Regions from separate parts of the Anas platyrhynchos genome. Here region 2 is linked to region 1. Evidence: chromatin contacts called from public Hi-C data. All regions are on one chromosome and are shown on one strand. Each heading gives the region's core, a stretch centred on a gene start, on an enhancer-like site or on the middle of the called end of the contact. The rest is flanking DNA. Distances are from core to core; before and after follow the strand shown. Region 1 overlaps MAP3K13 (mitogen-activated protein kinase kinase kinase 13). Region 2 holds the start of MAP3K13 (mitogen-activated protein kinase kinase kinase 13).

Evidence for each region. Hi-C and Micro-C count contacts between places; a contact is called where the count stands out from the background.
Region 2: a contact with region 1 is called in a Hi-C map of subcutaneous adipose tissue, with 2.9 times the contacts expected there. The contact joins the promoter of MAP3K13 here to the enhancer-like site in region 1. A contact is called at or near these places in 3 of 8 Hi-C or Micro-C datasets (liver, skeletal muscle and subcutaneous adipose tissue).

What each region holds. Positions count from the first base shown.
Region 1 is chr9:16,200,213-16,204,607 of IASCAAS_PekinDuck_T2T, reverse strand. It overlaps MAP3K13 (mitogen-activated protein kinase kinase kinase 13), which reads left to right. Exons shown (of 17, transcript XM_072042729.1): 9 at 1,910-2,068; 10 at 3,581-3,689. Among named protein-coding and RNA genes, the nearest start is that of TMEM41A, 17 kb to the right of the region's middle. Within about 2 kb of position 2,842, at least 1 of the 8 cell types and tissues checked has an H3K27ac peak or open chromatin away from gene starts, as enhancers often do. A contact at or near this core is called in subcutaneous adipose tissue, where this site is marked.
Region 2 is chr9:16,260,956-16,265,075 of IASCAAS_PekinDuck_T2T, reverse strand. It overlaps MAP3K13 (mitogen-activated protein kinase kinase kinase 13), which reads left to right and starts at 1,816. Exons shown (of 17, transcript XM_072042729.1): 1 at 1,816-1,961.

The DNA.
Region 1 (4,395 bases), core at 1,593-4,092:
ATCCATCCACCATTTGTCTTCTGAGCCCCTCCTTTAAAATCACAAGTTTGTTAAGAGGAATGCTGCTGTATTTCTACCCTCTGTTTTCTGTATTTTAGAGTGGCTTAGGTTCAAGAATATTGTGTGGAGAATCATGTCCAATATGTGTATATATATATATTAAAAAAAAAAAAAAAGCTGCTAGCTCTGCTGAGGACTGTGAGCACTCCTTGACCCCTTTTCTCAGTGATTTAGAGATATTGCTCCTTCGTGTAAACTTAGGGGTGGGTGCCTTTGGTCCAAATTCCTCTTCAGAGGATGCAGTGGTTATTGCTCAGCCTCATCCTCAACATCCATTCTTTGCCCAGGATGAGTAAAAGTGATGTTTGTGAATCTTGACAACAAATGAGAACAGTTCCTAAGCTGCTTATATGTCTGCTCTCTCTCATCCTTAGCAGCATGCTTAAAAAACAAAAACAACCTTACCAACCCTATAATCTTATCAGGAGTCTTCAAAATCCTTTGCCAGGTCTTAATCATAACAAAGCTGAAACCAGATGGGGTTTCCTGATAGCTCATCCAGCCACCTGGGATCCCTCCTTTCCTGCAGCCCACAGAAAATTTTGAGGGAAATATGTTCCAGTTCTGCTTTCCCCTCCCCCCCCCACATGATTTGAAACCAGTAGGTTCTGAATGTGTGACGTTTTTCACATGAAGGCCTGTTTCCTGACTGTCAGTTGTTCAGACCCAGCCAGTTTGCCCCCTGGATGTTCTTCTGTAGTTAATAAAAGCAACTTGATACTAGTACAAGCCAGAAACACACTTCTCACTTTTCACCTGGTTTGACTCACCAGCGAGCTTGGCAGGGTCGGTGTCCCACAGACGGCTGGGGCACGCAAGTAAGGTGACACTTGTGTGTGTGAAATTGAGACACTTGTACCTCAGCCTGCCTCGCAGCCTGGTTAATGCGCAGTAAGTTGGTTCTCCACAGTATTTTGTTTACCTCTGTACTGACTGGCTTTGTTGTTTTTTGTTGTCTTTTGTTGCTTTTTGGGTTGAAGGTTGTAAATAAACCAAAAGCTGTTTGCTGCTCTGAATTAAGGTCTTAGTCCTTACTGATCATTTCACTAAAGAAGAGACGCAAAGTGATTTTCTTACCTATGATTCTCACCTCTTGTAATAGGAGGTTCTTTCCTCGGCAATGTTCACTTAATGATATTTTTCTCTTTGGCCTTCCTGTCTTCAGCACAAAAGAAATACCAGATGGGATTGCATGTGCTGATACTGACTTTTACATATGTTGCATTTGTCGTGTTCCCATGTTGCAGTAGTTGTAGCCATGAGTTTCAAACTGTTGAAACATCCAGGACATCCATGGGTAGTTGAAGACACATAACAGCAAAGGGAACATTTGGTTAAGAAAGTAAAGTTAAAAGACATGTATTGTTAAAGCAAAGCAAAAACCCACCACCTTTGCTCTTCACTGTGAGACTTAGCAGTTCTGTCTATCTTGTAGCAGATGATTTGTTCTTGACAGTAAAAATAGTCAACGGTCTATCTCAGCAGAGCAAACTTTCCTCTTCATTTAACAAGAGTAAGGTTCCATCTGCATGGAAAAGCTTCTAATGTGCTGCCTACTTCCAATGAAGTAGGAAGGGGTAGGTGTGAAAACCAGTGTTCTTTGGTGTTCAGTGCAGAACTGAGGCAGGGGAGGAAGTTACCTGGTGTGCGAAATAGCTACTCTTGGTTTAAAAGCTAGTTTTTTTTTTTTTTTTTTTTTTTTTTTTTAAACAGTGCTGCCCCTTCTTGCAGTTTCAGATCAGACATACCTAGTTCTCTTTTTCACCAAAGAGCAGTTTTTCAAGCTCCAGTTGTTTCTGTTGAACTGAATTCACATGGAAGTTTTTCTCCTGGTTTGTTTCTTTATCAGGTCATTTGGGGTAGTTTTATGGGAGCTGCTAACAGGAGAGATTCCCTACAAGGATGTGGACTCCTCAGCCATCATTTGGGGAGTGGGCAGTAACAGCCTGCATCTTCCTGTTCCTTCCACCTGCCCGGATGGCTTCAAAATCCTCATGAAGCAGACCTGGTAAGACCGTGAAGCCCACACAGACCTATGGCTCACCCTTAGCTCTGTCCAGACTCCCACTGAAACTGATGAAACCAGAATCAGAGCGGGAGTGTTGAGCCCAGAGCACAAGGCTCTTAAGTACTCTCACACTTGTCAGAAGAACAATCAATTTTAATGTTTTAGATTCTGCTTCCTTATGGTACCAGGACTGGACTCAGGAAGGAAATCTGGAGTTCAGGGAAAGTAGGAAAAAACCTGTGTGGTTTGCTGGGCAGACAGGGCCAGGGAGGGCTCTGGCTGGCTCCAGAGTGAAAGGATATATATGTATATTTTTTTTTTCTGAACACTCTGTGAACCCTCTTTTAAAATGACTGTTCTTTGAACTGGACAGAGAGAATTTCAAACTGTATGTACGAAACCAGGTTTTTGCACATGTAGATATGGGAAATGCTTTCAGTTACTTCTGTCTGCCAGATTAGAGTTGAAATTCCTGGTTTTGGGTTCTGTATTAATCGTTAACCTCTGCAATTGCATCTTGACACAGCATTTAAGTGATCTTCCAGCATTTTTCCACACTGAGTTATACCAGCCATCCTCCCAAAGGTACAAAGGGAAGAACAGACCAAAACCTGTGTGGATCTTTAAAATGCCTGTTTACTCTCGTGATCCTGAGATACAGCAGTGCATGCTGTTGCAGTGTCTGTGCTGAGACGGATGCTCTGCCTGGCTGTGCTTCTGCGCATGGACGCAAAATGCAGGAGGCAGTTCTTGCAGCTCTGAGCAGTGTGTACATACACTTATATCTCCACCTAGTGGAAGGAGGTGAAGAAGCTGTTTCTTGTCCTAAACAATGAGTCCATGCAGCAAGTCTGGAGCATGGACGCATTGTTTAGGACAAGAAGCAGCTTCTTCAGCCACCTCTCCCCTACAAATCACCTCCTTCCACTAGGTGGAGATACAAGTGTGTCTGGTGGTTCAGTCTTCAGGCTTGACTGCTGGTCTCTTAAAGATACAAAAGGATTTGTACTTGAGTAGGATCTCACACAGATGCTCGGTGTGTTACAATACTGTATAGGCTCAGGCACGTACTGTGTCATCACATAGTGTTTTTAGGTATCCTGTTATGTTGAATGTAAATTATTAGACTATCATCTCTACTAGATCGATTTCATTTCATTATCTGAATAATTTCCAAATCTTAAAATGGAAATAATCCATTTCTTCTTGCTTAACAAGTTAGGAGTAATTTCATCTTAGTTCCTATCTTTCAATTTGTGATCAAGTTTTCCTATTTTAAATGGCTTTCATCTTTCCCATTTCTGTAGGATAGATCAAACCAAAAGCAGAATAAAAAACTACTCTAGCACAATAAACTCACATTCTACAAAGGACAAAACCTGAGAAGCAACTTTAATCTGTCAGCTGCTGCATTCAGAGAATTGATTCTAGTGAGAAATACTTTCAGAAGGGCAGCAGTAGCCAGCACTGTTAACCTGATCTCATGGTGGACATCTGTCTGTTTTGTTCCAGGCAGAGCAAGCCCCGGAATCGTCCCTCCTTCCGACAGACACTGATGCACCTGGATATTGCATCTGCTGATGTGCTGGCTACTCCTCAGGAAACCTATTTCAAATCACAGGTAACTGGGGAGTGGCTTTGGCCGTTGAGCAAGAGATAGCTGCAAGGGTCTGATTTCACAGGCTGCACCAAATACAGCAGAGGTCAAGACCCATGATTTCACTTTGATTCCTGGGGAGAAGTGAGCTGATAGGTATTTTAAAATCTTTTACCCAAACTTTGACAAACTGAGACGTCCACCAACATCAGTCAGAAACTCTGTTATCTTATGGAGTTCTCCTTGAGATCGCTGACTTTAGAAGTTCTGCTCCCAGCTCTCCTCTGGTACAGGAGACCATGAGACTGTTGAGAGGAACCGTTGCATTTGTAGTGAAGATGAGCAGGGCAGCTATCGCAGGGCAATGAAGGTACTCTGGGACTCGTAGGGAGGATCAGAAAGTGTATGGTCTTTGAGATTCCTCTGAGTCCTACCCAGCTGCTGTCAGGCTGGGAATGAGAAAGGAACTTACCCCCTGGTGCATAAAGGATCTATACAGTGTATGAGAGAAAGTGGATGGATACATTTCTTAAGGCTGCAAGAAGCAGGGCTTTGAGGGGTAAACAGAGTTATGTCATCCTACTGACTGTCATCTTTGTCAAGCACATAGCTTTCCAAATCATCAGCCTTTCTGTTTTCTTCATATCCAAAAGGGAAGAAAATGTTGTCTTAGGATGGAAAGCTTTATGAGAGATTTATTTATTTTTTAGAAAATACAGGTATATTTTAA
Region 2 (4,120 bases), core at 567-3,066, 61 kb before region 1:
GCGTGCCCCTCAAAACAAGCAGCTCCTTTCTGTTGAGATGTGTGTGGAGAGCGCAGTGAGCCGGTGTTCAGGGCAGGACAGCTAGTTGTCATACGGAGGCTTTGCTCTGTACTTTGTCTTCTTGAAATCACGAGCTACCCCTCTAAAAATCCCCAGGTCTGTTTTTTTTTTTTTTTTTAATACATATACATAAACAGCAAAGCGTGCAAAGCAAAAACCGTTGACACTTTTGCACACACAAAGCTGCTGTAACATATTTGTTAGCAATGTGCAAAACCACAATGTTTTCCATCAAGTCAGTGCCCTGTTCAGCATTTATTTCCCTCTCTATTGTTCTGCGCATACAAGCCATTTTAAGATTGAAACGATCGCTTTTAAGATAATTTAAAATTAAGGATCTTACGTTGTTCTGGCAGTGAGAACTCATCTGTCAGTTGTGTGCAATCATCCAAACCTATTTCCTTTCATATTGAAGCTCGGATAATTGCATGGTTTCAAAGCAACACCTTCTGGCAAGCCGCGGTATTGCTTGTGCCGGCAGACACATTCCTCTTGGAGTTACTTGGGACAAAACAGCGACAGCACAGCGGCCTTCAGAGATGGTCCCTGGTTGCTTAGCGAGCGCGATGCAGTCTGATTGACTTGATTACTGCGGCTTCCACCGGCAGAGAAATACACACGGGGAGCGTTTTCCAGATTTTTTTGGGTGAGCAAACATAAGCACTTAGTGTTGTCACACAGATAGAGTTGTCTTTTTTGTTTGTTTATACTACACAGGCTAGTTTACAGGGAATAGTATCACCCAAAACAATACAGGACTTGATTCAAAAAACGGAAGTCCATGAACAAACGATGCTTGCTATCATGCCTGTATATTAATGTAGACATTAGTGGTCCTTCTTACTTTTCCTTCTTATTTTACTCCCTTCTACAGCTCACTGTAAAACTGACTGGCAGAAAACTGAAGTGTGAATGAAAATTCAGAACATTTTCAGAAAACATTATTAATTAAAGTATCAGTTCGGAGTACTGTAGTCCACTAGCACTGAAGCAATGCCATTGTCCTTATGAACAAGCAGAAATACTATGATATGGAAGCATTGCAGAAAAGCACTAATGAAGATTACAGTTCCCGTAGAATCTACACATGGTTTAAGCATTGTTGTAAGGTATTAGTATCACCATGAGACATCAGACATAAGCAAATTGGAATCAAACATGAAGAACTCCAGGGGATTTATACAGAAGGCTGAGATACGATGTAAATGTTCATATACACACTATAAATAAAAGCGACACAAGCGGTTGTAGAGGGACGGTTCTTCAAGGAGACAAAAAAATTGTCAGTAACGATGATAAAAAGATACACGGAATCAATCAGTGTTTCTGCTCCCTGTTCCAGGCTGCAGGATGACTGCAGATGTACCACTAACAAAACTGCAGTAAAGTCCAGTGGTGAAGCACAATGTTAAAAGCACCTGTCCAAGACTGACATCTTAATACCCACTTCGGCCACTTAGGCTGCATCCTAACATTTTGGGAGGACTGGTGCTAAAGTCTGGCTTTTTGGGCTGGTGTCACCAGCTGTCTCCAACAGCAGGGGCAAACCTCAGGTTCTGCGAAAACCATCAGCGTGAGGAACGCCAGCTTTGGGTGACATTTCCCGTAGCCCCCTCCCTGGTGCTGCATCTGCCGTAAACCCTCACAAAAAAATATAAACAGTCACAAATGCTGGGAAGGCCTCTGGGGGGGGGGGGACACAGGGGCTGCTCCCAGCCCCCGGCCCGGCCGTTCCCGGGGTCCCTGCGCGGCCCCAAGATGTCGGCGGCTGCCGGCCCACGGCTGCGCCCTGCCGGCGGCGCGGCCCCGGAAGCGGCGGGGCGGTGCTCGGGGGCCCGGCCCGGTGGGGCGGTGCTGTACCGAGCCGTACCGAGCCGCTGGCTTCGGGACACCGTGCCCAGGTAACGGGGGTGGCCGGGGATAGGGCTGGGCGCTGCTGCCCACTCGGGGGTGGCGTGGGGCGGCACGGCGCGGACCCCCGGTGCCCCCCGGTCCCTCCCGGTTGTCTCGCAGCGCTCCCCGCTTGCCCCCCGGTGTCCCTCCCGCAGTGAAAACAGCATTTTGGCGTCTCTGGGAGCTTCCCCCCGGGGCAGGAGCTGTTTCTCAGTCCCACGGAGAAGCGAGGTGCCGGTAAGGAGCTCTCGAGGCAGGTGTGGCAGGGGATGGTCTCCCCCGTCCCCGGGAAGGAGGCAGCGCTCAGCCGGCTCCTTGCACAGGATCCGGAGCAAATCGGCTCCGAGTTAAGGCTGTGGCGTCTGTCGCGACCCTGTCGCGAGCAAAACGTATCGCAGGCAGTCGGCGGGTCAAAATAAGTCCGCGCGGGCTGCTGTGGGTTTGTGCCGGGTTCGGTTAAAAAGTGCAGGCAGTAATTTTGGTGCTTCTCTCTCGTGGCAAGTTTGGAAGAGCGAAAGGGGCGGCTTTAGCTGGCACCTTGCCTGGCCTCAGCTGATGGAGGGAGAGCAGGGGAGGTGGCCCCCGGCCTCCCCACGGGCACAGCCTGCTGTCTCCAGCCTGTTTTTAGGAGTTGGGATGGAGATGGGAGCAAACAGTGTGCTTGCAAGCCTTGTGCAACGAAAATGAAGTTTTGGGAGTAAATGGTCAGGACCTGTCATCCTCCTTTTATGGGAGTTTTGCGGCTTGAATCTACTAAGATCACGTTGTGGCTTCATTTGCGTTTCTCATGTCCTCTGGTTACACGACTTCACAGCTAGACTGGTCTTAGCACACTGATCGTGTTGTCAAAGCAGAACAAAAAAAAAAAAAAAAGAGAAATGCTTTCAGCAGTCATTCTGAGGTGGATTTGAACCCTGACCTGACAGCTCCAAGCAGCCTGGGAGATGCGAAAGCTTGTGTTTCTGGGAACTGCCAGGAAGGGTGGGAGGTGATGCTGTGGAGGTGGCCCTGTGCGCCTCTTTCCTGCTCTCCAGCTACCCAGTTTCATTGCCTCTTGTGTGCAGCAGGTATCAAGGGTTGTGTGGCCAGCTGGGTTCGTATCTGGCCAGCAATTAGCAGCAGACAGAAAGCGAAGTGAGCGAGCTGATGGGCTGCATGTATTGCTGCTGGTGCCTGTAGAAGGGAGAAGCAGGCCCGCCCATTGGAGCTGGGGCATGGCTCAAAATCAGTTAAGCTGCTCGTGGAAGTGCACCCTGAGGCTGCGGTTCCTGGGACAGGTGAGCTGGCCAAGTGGTTCTGTTTTATTATCTTTTGAGACTGGAAGATCTTGTTCCCTGTTCACCTCCAGGTCCTAGTCAGGACATTTAGGTAAAAGTTCTGCAGTACTGCCTGCCTCCTTGTTTCACAATGTGGCTGATAGTCTCAGCCTCCTCACGCCTGACTTTTTTCAGGAAATAAACTAAATCAAACTAAAATGCTTCTACTTCTTAAAAAAAAAAAAGTTACTTTTTTAAGGATGGCATAAAAGTTACTTTTTTTTTTTTTTTTTTAAGATGGCGTACATGTTACCTTAAGTATACAGGGCTAGAAATGTAGCATTGCAGAATTTTAGAAATTTACCTGTAGTAATTATCACCAATAACTGCACTAGACTCATGGTTGAAACAGGTGTTCAGTTTCAGAGAACAAAAGCAGTTCTTGGTAAATGCAAAGATAGGAGTACTTGCCAAAAAAATAAGTAAACCGTGCTTAGATACAGAAAACAGGTGGATAAACAATTGAAATGTAGTAAACAGGTAATTTTAGTCTCAGTTGCTGTGTTTTGATCTGAACTTTGTTTCATGAGCGGTTTGAGAAAGATCTTTGCCTGGAAATATCACAAAAGATGAGAATATTAGCAGTAGTTTACTTTGGAGGCATACAAGGAGTAATTCTGGGATCTAACCAAATCGGTTACAGTTAAAAAATCAGCTGAAATCTGTGCTAGCAGAGATTTCTGTAGATTTATCCGAATATTATTGGAGAATATATACTTCTTGTAAAGCCGAAGAGCTTTACATAAGAGTTTGTGACAAAGTTTAATAGCAGAATTGCAGTGGTAAAGTGGTTGAAAAAGTGCTGAGTTTTTCTTAATTTGTAAATGATTTCTGAACTGTTCCTTCTGCCC